Linked DNA regions of Zea mays: region 1 is linked to region 2. The links are chromatin contacts, called in public Hi-C maps. All regions are on one chromosome and are shown on one strand. The core of a region is the stretch at or near the end of the contact, and the rest is flanking DNA. Distances in the headings are between cores, read along the strand shown.

Region 1 (4,527 bases), core at 436-2,935, 210 kb after region 2:
TCGCCTTCAACAGTGTTAACACGTTCACACTCATCAATCCATTCACTATATCTGTGAGGAAAAGAAAAGGATTCCAGCTCAGTTCCAGTTGAGGATAAACATCACAGATTTTTCACTAATTTGCAAAGATTGACATGATTGACTTACATATCAATAGGCTCAGTGAGTGCTGCAAGAAAAGACATCACGTAAAACAATTAGTAATTAAAATAAACATAAAGAAATACTTCTTAACATTTAATTCTACTATTACCTATGTATAGTGTTCTATCCAGTTTTAATTTTGATGTGATGAAGTTTTTGACACATTCTATGATATCACATGATCAAGAACTATCATGGTCAAATGAATTACACAGGGAACAGACAACCCACAAAGTCCATTATTAGCAAGACAAGACTACAAGATGAAATGGGAATGGTTCTGCAGTTTGTAGGCTATGTTCTGTTCCCAGGTACCATGAAAAATTTCACGTTGCCTTGTCCATCAGCCCAATAATAAGAAAACGAGTTCACGAGTTGTTTGGGACCAAACTTTCTTCGATGCAAATTAGTACAGTTCATAGAAGTGAAATTAGGAGCAACCAGTACAATTTTATACATAGGTTTGGCATACCATTAATAGTTGTGCTGAAGTTTTCCTGACAGATTCTACAAGATGCTTCGCCAATCAGATTCTTCATGTCACTGGATAAAAGAGAGAAATCAAGTAAAAAATTCTGAATGTGATACTAAATCTAGCATCAAAAGCTAAACAGAAAAGCTTGGAAAATGATACTCACATTCGGCACTCAAAACTACTCCCGTGGTTGCAAATGGGCAGGAAAATACAGTGTCAAGCTTGTCCATCCGCTTCTTAGGAGGTGGCTTAGCAGCTGACTTTCTCTTCCCCATGGTTCAGCTTCTTTTCTTCCTTCAAACCAACCCAAATTACAGTAATTAAGTCTCCTAAACAACCTTGAGATGTACAGACATATTCAGTTGTAGCTGTAAGTAACAAGCCACAAGGCAACAATACACACAACAGATGCATACAATGACTCCACTGCAACAGATGCATACAATGAAGTCTACTGTAATCTGTGTGGTGGCTAATACATACTAGTAGCAAGCGTGCACCCTTGGGCACGCTCTGTTACGTATTTGAGTTACTTTACAATAAACGATGATGTGCAAATTACGTAAACATTATAGGGAATTTTTTTGTGTGATACTTATTATATAAGAGAGTTATTATAGAAGACATAGCTTAGGATGTGGTGGAGAAAACAATCAAAACATCGAGCACCTTCATAAACGACATCTCAGCCGTTATCCTTAGGAACCGCAAGATCCAAATAGATGCAAATACACATATATACTCGTAACTAAATCAGATCCAAATAGCTTAGGTTAGGGTTCGGACAGGGGCGGGCCCAGCAAAGGACATGCATGTGTAAAAAATGGAAGCTAGGAGCCATAATACATGCGCGCTCTTGTAATTGGGTTAGATCCGAATACAGATAGCTCAAATTAGGGTTCGGGCGCTCGGTTTCGCGCAGCAGGAAGGACCGAGAAGGGGTGCGCATACCTGGCTGGTGCTCGTCGGCGGCGAAGAGGCGGCAAAGGGACCTGCGAAGACCTGGGCACCTGGAGAAGGGCGGCGGCGACGACGGTCACCCAGCTGTCGCCGAGAGCGAGCGAAAGATAGAGGGAGGGCCGGAGGGGACGTGGGTCGCGGGGCATTTCTTCTTCTTATTAAAACCTACACGGGATTGCTGCTTGGAAAGCGATCCACGGAAAACATTTCGCAGAAAGGTCCTTGGATTTGTAGAAAAACAACCCGCCATCACCTGTACTGTACAAAATGTCAATGACCGGGTTATAGCACCCTAGTTATTCATCTCCGTACCTATCCTCGTATTCATTATGGGTGAAAAACTCATCTCATATTCAAGTATTGTATGAACCTATTAATAATCTAAAATAAATTTTAATTTATGACGGAGGGAGTAGGTGTTAGTGCAAACACATAGATAATAAGCCCATGTTTTTAATCACTATAAGCTCATAAAGTTTTATGAAAATTTTTCCTGGAATTTGTCACATACCATCCATTTGGTTTAACGTATTTTAACTAACTATTATATGTTTGGTTCGTCTGGTTTGGATGATTTCTCACTTTGCTAGCTGCGGTGGACTGGTGGTAAAGTGAACCAGGAACAAGTTGATTTCAAATATATAGTTTTGGTTTGATTTTATGGCACTTCTTGGTGTTTTGTTTCAGTTACCATTGATGGTTAAATTTTTTTTATTTTAACTTTTTTTGAATTTGATCTTCATTTCATGTTGTACATGTAGGTAGTAATCCCATCAGATGGCTATTTGAAAGGTGTGAGAGACTTTTGTTCTAAACACAACGTTTTGATGATTGCTGATGAGATCCAATTTGGCGTAACTAGAACTGGTAAAATGCTGGCATGTGATTGGGAAAACAAATAGCTGACATGGTGGTTTCTTTTCTACTACACTCTTGTTTATTAACTATACTCATTACGTAAGTATCTGTTGGTCACTTCCCCATTTTGCTTCAGAGTATGCAACCACACTTATGGTTTCAAGTTGTCTTTGCTCTACAGATTCTGTGTTGGAGTTATTCCAGTCAGTGCAGTTCTTGCAGACAAGGATGTCATGCTGTGTATCAGACCATGGGAACATGGAAGGTATGACTAAATCTCTATACTTTTCTCTGCTCTCTTTTCTTCTTTCCAACTTTTCTCCGCTTCGGGCTAGTTTGGGAACTCCATTTTTTCAAGTAATTTCTATTTTCCTATGGTAAAATGAACTAATTTCTCTTGAAAATGAAAATACTTTGAAAAAATAAGGTTCCAAACTAGCCCTTCAAGGTTTTCCAATCAAAGAAAAAAATGCTTACGTGCTGACGTCAAAACTTGGAATTAGGGGCATGTTGATGTTCAAATTGAAGCATCAAAGAACCATATTGATTCTCTTGCAAAGTGCCGCCGGCCAACAGCAGCATCCAAGATTGTCTTCTTTTTTTTTTGCGAAAGAGCCTTTAGCCGAGTTCGATAAGTGGTCTAAGTAACACTCCTCAGATTCTGGGTTAGACCTCCGTGGGAACGAATTTCAGCTGTGGTTAAAAAATCATCTCGACTGTCTCACGCCAAAGCACAGCTCTAAGGCTTAACCCCGGTCTCATTCTCATATGGGCTTCGATGCCGCTGTCGGGTTTTCTCAATCCTGTGTGAGAAATTTTTCTTTATACAATACTCGGGGCTATCTTATCCCGTAGATCGATTTTTTTAATTTTTTTCTTAATATATTCTTTTTTTGTCTCTACGGAGTGAACTAATTTAGATAAAGTTTGTGTTAAATCGCTAACAGGTTGCTTTTACTGTATTTACCCCATCTTTGATGTTCGCCAGCCTCGCACAGACAGTCACCCTCGCTGGCGTCGTTTCTTTATGAATAGTAGGATGTATGCATCATTATGTATGATTTAATCATAGCCTCAAGGAAGGACTGAACGGTCTGAAAGTATCCTCAGTTCATAAATATATGACACCGTTGACTTTTTTAAAAACTTTGACCACTCGTCTTATTCAAAAAATAAAGAGTTGCCATTTATTTTATCACTTAGTTTATGTTTGACTTAAAATTTTATTTTTTTTAAATAAATATTTTGAATAAGAGAGTGACTATTTTTTTTAAAAGTCAATGGTGTCATATATTTGCGAACGGAGTTAATGCTTGTTTGTAGCTGCTTAAGTGCCATATGAACTTATGAACACAACACGCACCTTTTGTTCTTCAGGTGTTTATGACAGTTAAGCCCTGTTTGGTTAGAGAGACTGATCTTTAGTCTCTGATTTTTACTCCCTATTTTGCCAAACGAATGACTGAATTAGGACTAATTGGCTTTAGTCTTTATAGGCTCTCACATGAGTGCTAAAAAGGACCAAATCACAACATTTACTCTAATTGTCCTTGCCTTGCCTAGAAAACTAGCGTCATACACAAAAACAAGAAAATGGATATTTTAGTATTTATGTGTTGTATTTAATGTATTTAGAATCTGTTTTACAACCAAACAAAGTAGTGACTAAACTTTAGTCTATGACTAATGGAGTCAAACGGGGCCTTAATATAGCGATCACATTCATGATTCATGGCATTCTGGGTTGGACAGCTTGCAACATCTTGAAGCCACTGTAGCCCTTTAGGTCCTTGGTCATGGCCTTCTGCTCAGCAGGTTCAGTTTCATCGGTGGACGTTCATGTTCCGTTCCTCTTCATTCAATCTTCATACATATCAACGTCGAGTTGATGCAGAACACAAACAGTAATGGCCTCTACTGACGAATGCAGGAAACCTTGGAAACCTGCTACTGACGAATGCATGAGCATTTGCTGCTCATGCAGTCTCCTACTCGTCCTTGTCCATGGGAGGATCTTATTTCTCACGGGCCCCCTCATGCCCTCGGTCTGTGTGGATACAAAGCGCAAAATATCAACGATGTCCTATTGC
Region 2 (4,511 bases), core at 516-3,015:
ATTAATAGAGAAGAAGAGTAAGGCTGGGGTGTTGATCTGTTGAAATATTGCGCAAGGTTGCGAACATAGATGAAGTTGTCGTGGATCGCTCTTGTTTTGATGAAGGCACTTTGGTTGTCTTGAGATTAGCTGATTCATGTAGGGTTGTAACTGAAGAGCCAAGCATTTGGGCTTAATGGCTGCAAATTAAAACGTATATTGATCTTCAGGGCATACACCACATGAAACTTTAAGTTGACTGCTTCTATTATATATTTTTTCCCTTGAGGAATGACTGTTTCAATCATTGATCTTTTCCCCCAGTACAATCTTGCTGTTCCTCGTCAGCCCAATCATCTAATCTGAATCCTGTCTGTATCAGGGAACTTTGATGCCCATCAAGTTGCATCCCTTCACTGCATAATTTGGATTGCTCCAAAAGAAAAATGGCCTTGACTTTACGTATGCATTTTTATTCTGGAGTATAATACAAGCTAAATATATATCGTTATCGCCCGTGATAAGGGAGCGAAGGCAAACACCATTCTCCATTATCAAATTTATCGTGTTCTGGTGACGGGTTGGTGGCTTGCAGCTGCTCTGGGTGGCACACGGCAAGACTGTAGAATGAAGCTGGCAGACCGGCCGTCTCCCATCATTGCAGTTCCGCGTGCTTCCAAAATGTATTGCTTCAGTCGCTGCCTCATGGCGTCTGGCGTTGACGTGACGATGCAGGGTTGACTTTGTTGAGCCACGACCAGATCGTCCGAGACGTCACATTTTGTTGTTGAGCGACAGGGCAGCAAACGTTGCCTAAAACTTGTCGAGAACAAAGGGGCGTTTGCTTTCACTCCTACTTTTTCGCCGACGCGCAGAGACGGGAGAGGGAGAGGAGAGATTTTACAAGGCTGCGCTAGTTGACCCGCGCGGTGCTTACCTGGACGATGCCGACGAAGGAGCTGGACCATCCGTGCTGGGCGGCGAGCGGCACGACGGCGACGGACATGACGACCCGGTCGGCGTTGCAGAGCAGCATGATGGTGGCCACCAGCGCCACCACCTTGGCCCGCTCGGGGAACGCCGCCGACCCGGGCTGAGCGGCGGCGCCCGCCACGACGGCGGGGCGGACCCCGTCGAAGCTCGCGCTGCACGTGGCGAGGACCTCCCGCCCGCCCCGCCTGACCCTCGGCCCATCATCGCTGCCGAGCAAGCCGAAGCCGCCGCCGCCGCTGGCGCAGCCGGCGAGCGCCTGCAGCGACGAGGAGCGTACGCGCAGCCTTCCCGAGCCGGCCGCCACGGCCCTCGTGGATCTGTAACTGACAGGACTCCTCACGGCGGACTTCACGGACGCGCACGACCTGACCGACGCCATGGTCAGCTTGATCCAACAACCCGCTCCGCGCCCGCGCGTGGGACAAGCCGAGCCCGACACACGGCAAGCGGGGCCGCCTGGCTAGCTGTGACTATCAGAGGAGCGCGGCAGGGATCGACGGGAGCGTCGCGCGGCGAGCCAGGCCCATGGCAGTGAGTGGGGAGCGAGCGGCGTGCGCGGGCTGGCGGGCGGGCGGGCGGGCGAGCGCCGTTGATCGGCAGTTGGTGGCTTAAATTAGGACCACGCGACGCGGGGCGACGACTGACGAGGGAGTTGGGTCGAGCTGAGGGTGGTAGGTGGCGCTGTGCCAGCAGGCACATCGGACGGAGCGAGGGAGGAGACAAGTAGTGCACGGAGAGCCTGGCCGGATTGGCAGTCACGTGGCTTAAATCGGCGAAGGAACTGTTTGGTTGGTTTTGGTTCTGGCAAAATGGCAGTGTTGTAGCGGTGTCGGGTTGGTGTTTTGGTGGCTGGGCGGACGGACTTCGGGAAGGGTCAAGGATTGCGGAGGCGCCGTGCCGGCGTCCGGCGGGAACCGCACCTACCACGGCTCGTCGCCCGATTCGCCACCTACCCGTCCACGGCGAAGGCCAGAAGGTGACTCGACGCACCCTGACCTTGGCGACTTGTTCTCAAATGCTATGAGTTAAAAACAAGGCAACACAAAAATGTTAATGGTTAATGCCCTTCGTCCTTCGAAGCATTATCTCCCTCGGGATATAATGATCTTCAGACGAAGGTCATGAAGGACGTACCTTCATAATCGCAGTATATATATATATAAATAAAAGAAGAAGCATATGAAATATTGAAGGTAACGTACATAATCATATGACATCATGAATATCTCTTTATTATATCATCATAAATAATACTGAATTACATTTGTACCTTAGGCTTGACAGAAGGCAAAAGTCCAAGCGTGATGCGAAGGCAAATGAAAGGTTCGCGTGAACAGTACAGAGGTACTGTTCATCTATTTATAGACACAGGACGCAGCCTGTGACGAATTACAATTTTGCCCCTTACAAAAGTTTACAACGTTGACTCAGACCTCTAAGGATAAAAAGGTCATTCTATCTCTATGTCGGTTTGTAACGACGAAGCTCCATAAAAAGGAACCTTCGGGCGTCTCCTGGGGGCGACTTCAGCCGAAGCTGCTTCTTCGTGTAGGACCTTCGGCGCAACGAAGTATGGTCCCAACAGTAGCCCCTTTCGCGGCGCTAGATCGTTTTTCGTAACGAGCTTGATCCGTGAAAAAAGCCTCTTAAGCTTCGGGAAGCCGAAGGTCCAAAAAACACCTTCCCTGAGCTCGTTGCCGAGAAACGATTCAATTTCCGATCCCGTGTCGGACCCACCTTGCAGAGTTACTGTTTGATCTTTGCGGTCCACTGCGCAGCGAGTACAAGCGGGTGTCCTCCTGGTGTAAAAATTCTGGCGCTTCGCCTTCTTACCTGCAGCACTATATAAACAGACGAGTAGGTGTGAAGTTACCACAGCATTCATTGCTATTTGCACTGTTTTGCTGCCAAAATTTTTAACCGTCGCCGAAGCTTGTCTGTCGGAATCGAACGAAGCTCCTGCTTGAAACCTGCTTCGGAGGAAGAAAGTATTAAAGTTCCACAAGTTCATAATTAAATGGCCAGAGTGCGTTCTACCGCCAGGGTTGAACGTGAGGGGGAGGAAACTGAAACTTCGGAGACTGTCCCTATTTCCGAAGCCATGCAACGGTCTGGGCTAGTGACTTCGGAAAAGATTCCTAGTGAAGATGCAGAACAAGCAATCGCTGAAGCAGAGGAAGAAGATATTGAGGAAACTGATCCCGAAGATGATTACCGCATTGCCATGCCGAGCAAACCCAGCCACTTGGACTTCGGGAAATCTACTGTTTCGAAGGCTGATCTGTCCAAGATGGTAAAATCAGGCTTTTTTACTGAAAATCAGAAGAAGCTGTTGCGCTTCGGGGGAGAAGAGACTACCCCGAAGCCAGAGAAGGATGAGATTGTTATTTTCAAAAGTTTTCTAAAGGCTGGATTAAGGTTCCCTCTACATGGAATTATTGCGGAGGTACTGAAGAGGTTTGGTATCTATTTTCACCAGCTGACCCCTAACGCCATCGTTAGGCTTAGCGTTTATATCTGGGCACTCCGAAGCCAAGCGGTGGAACCATTTGCAGACAGCTTTTGCCGTGTTCACGAGTTACATTATCAGACAAAGGCTAGAAAGGATGGGCTGCACGACAATTTTGGTTGTTACAACTTCGCCTATCGGAAAACTACAAAATTTCCGGTAATCAGCTACCGAAGCAAATGGGCAGCAGGCTGGAAATCAGAGTGGTTCTATGTCAAAGTTGATGACGACAAGGAGAAGCTTGTGCAAAGTCCACTGGAACTGATCTTCGGAGAAACCCGGCCTCGCTGCGACATGACACCCGAAGGTCCCACACAACAAGCAATAGATGAATTCAGAATTATTGCAGAGCATATCGGTACAAGGGACCTGGTTCAGGAATTTTTGGCTTTTAGAGTTTTCCCGAGTTTGAAAGAATGGGAAATGCCGAAACTAAAGGGGGAGAAGAAAGAAGGTGAACTTGTACGTTTACCTTACTATTTCAAGTTTAAAAAGTACTTCAAAACACCTTGCCAAGAGTGGTTAGATACAATTGAAGTGATGTGCAATGAGATACTTGGCAATTATTCTAAAAAAGAAGATCAATTGATGACCGCGGCCTTCGGCACCCGTCCGAAGCGAAGGCTAAACCGAGTGTTGGACGCCCTGGGGTTTGAATATCCTGACTATGACAACCTAAACAAAAATGCCGGAGGCCAGAAAAGGAAGAGGATAACCGAAGCTTCAAATAAAGATGAAGAAGAGACACCAAAAAAGAAGATTCCAAAGAAGAAGAAAGCATCTTCTCCGAAACAAAAAATATCCGATGAAGAAAAATCCCCCGCATCACCCTCTGCCACTGATGTGGAGGCAATCCTGCAGGTAATGACTGAATCCATGCCTGTGAAGCTAAGTCCACTAGGGCCTCGACTGACAAAATTTTTTCAGAAGGAAAAGGAGCCCGAGAGAATGAAGAAAACAACTAAAGTAAAAAGACAGAGGATGATCGGTGTGACAGAAGTTATCGACAAGACACCGCCAAGAGCTTCAG

What was found. Hi-C and Micro-C count contacts between places; a contact is called where the count stands out from the background.
Region 1: a contact with region 2 is called in a Hi-C map of leaf, with 4 times the contacts expected there. The contact joins the enhancer-like site here to the promoter of LOC100281669 in region 2. A contact is called at or near these places in 5 of 25 Hi-C or Micro-C datasets (ear, leaf and tassel).

Annotation. Positions count from the first base shown.
Region 1 is chr8:99,919,921-99,924,447 of Zm-B73-REFERENCE-NAM-5.0, forward strand. It overlaps the pseudogene LOC103635600. Among protein-coding and RNA genes, the nearest start is that of LOC109941990, 23 kb to the left of the region's middle. Within about 2 kb of position 1,686, at least 18 of the 20 cell types and tissues checked have an H3K27ac peak or open chromatin away from gene starts, as enhancers often do. A contact at or near this core is called in ear, leaf and tassel, where this site is marked.
Region 2 is chr8:99,714,761-99,719,271 of Zm-B73-REFERENCE-NAM-5.0, forward strand. LOC100281669 (sialin) reads right to left here and starts at 1,766. Exons shown (of 8, transcript NM_001154589.1): 1 at 917-1,766. The coding sequence starts at 1,351.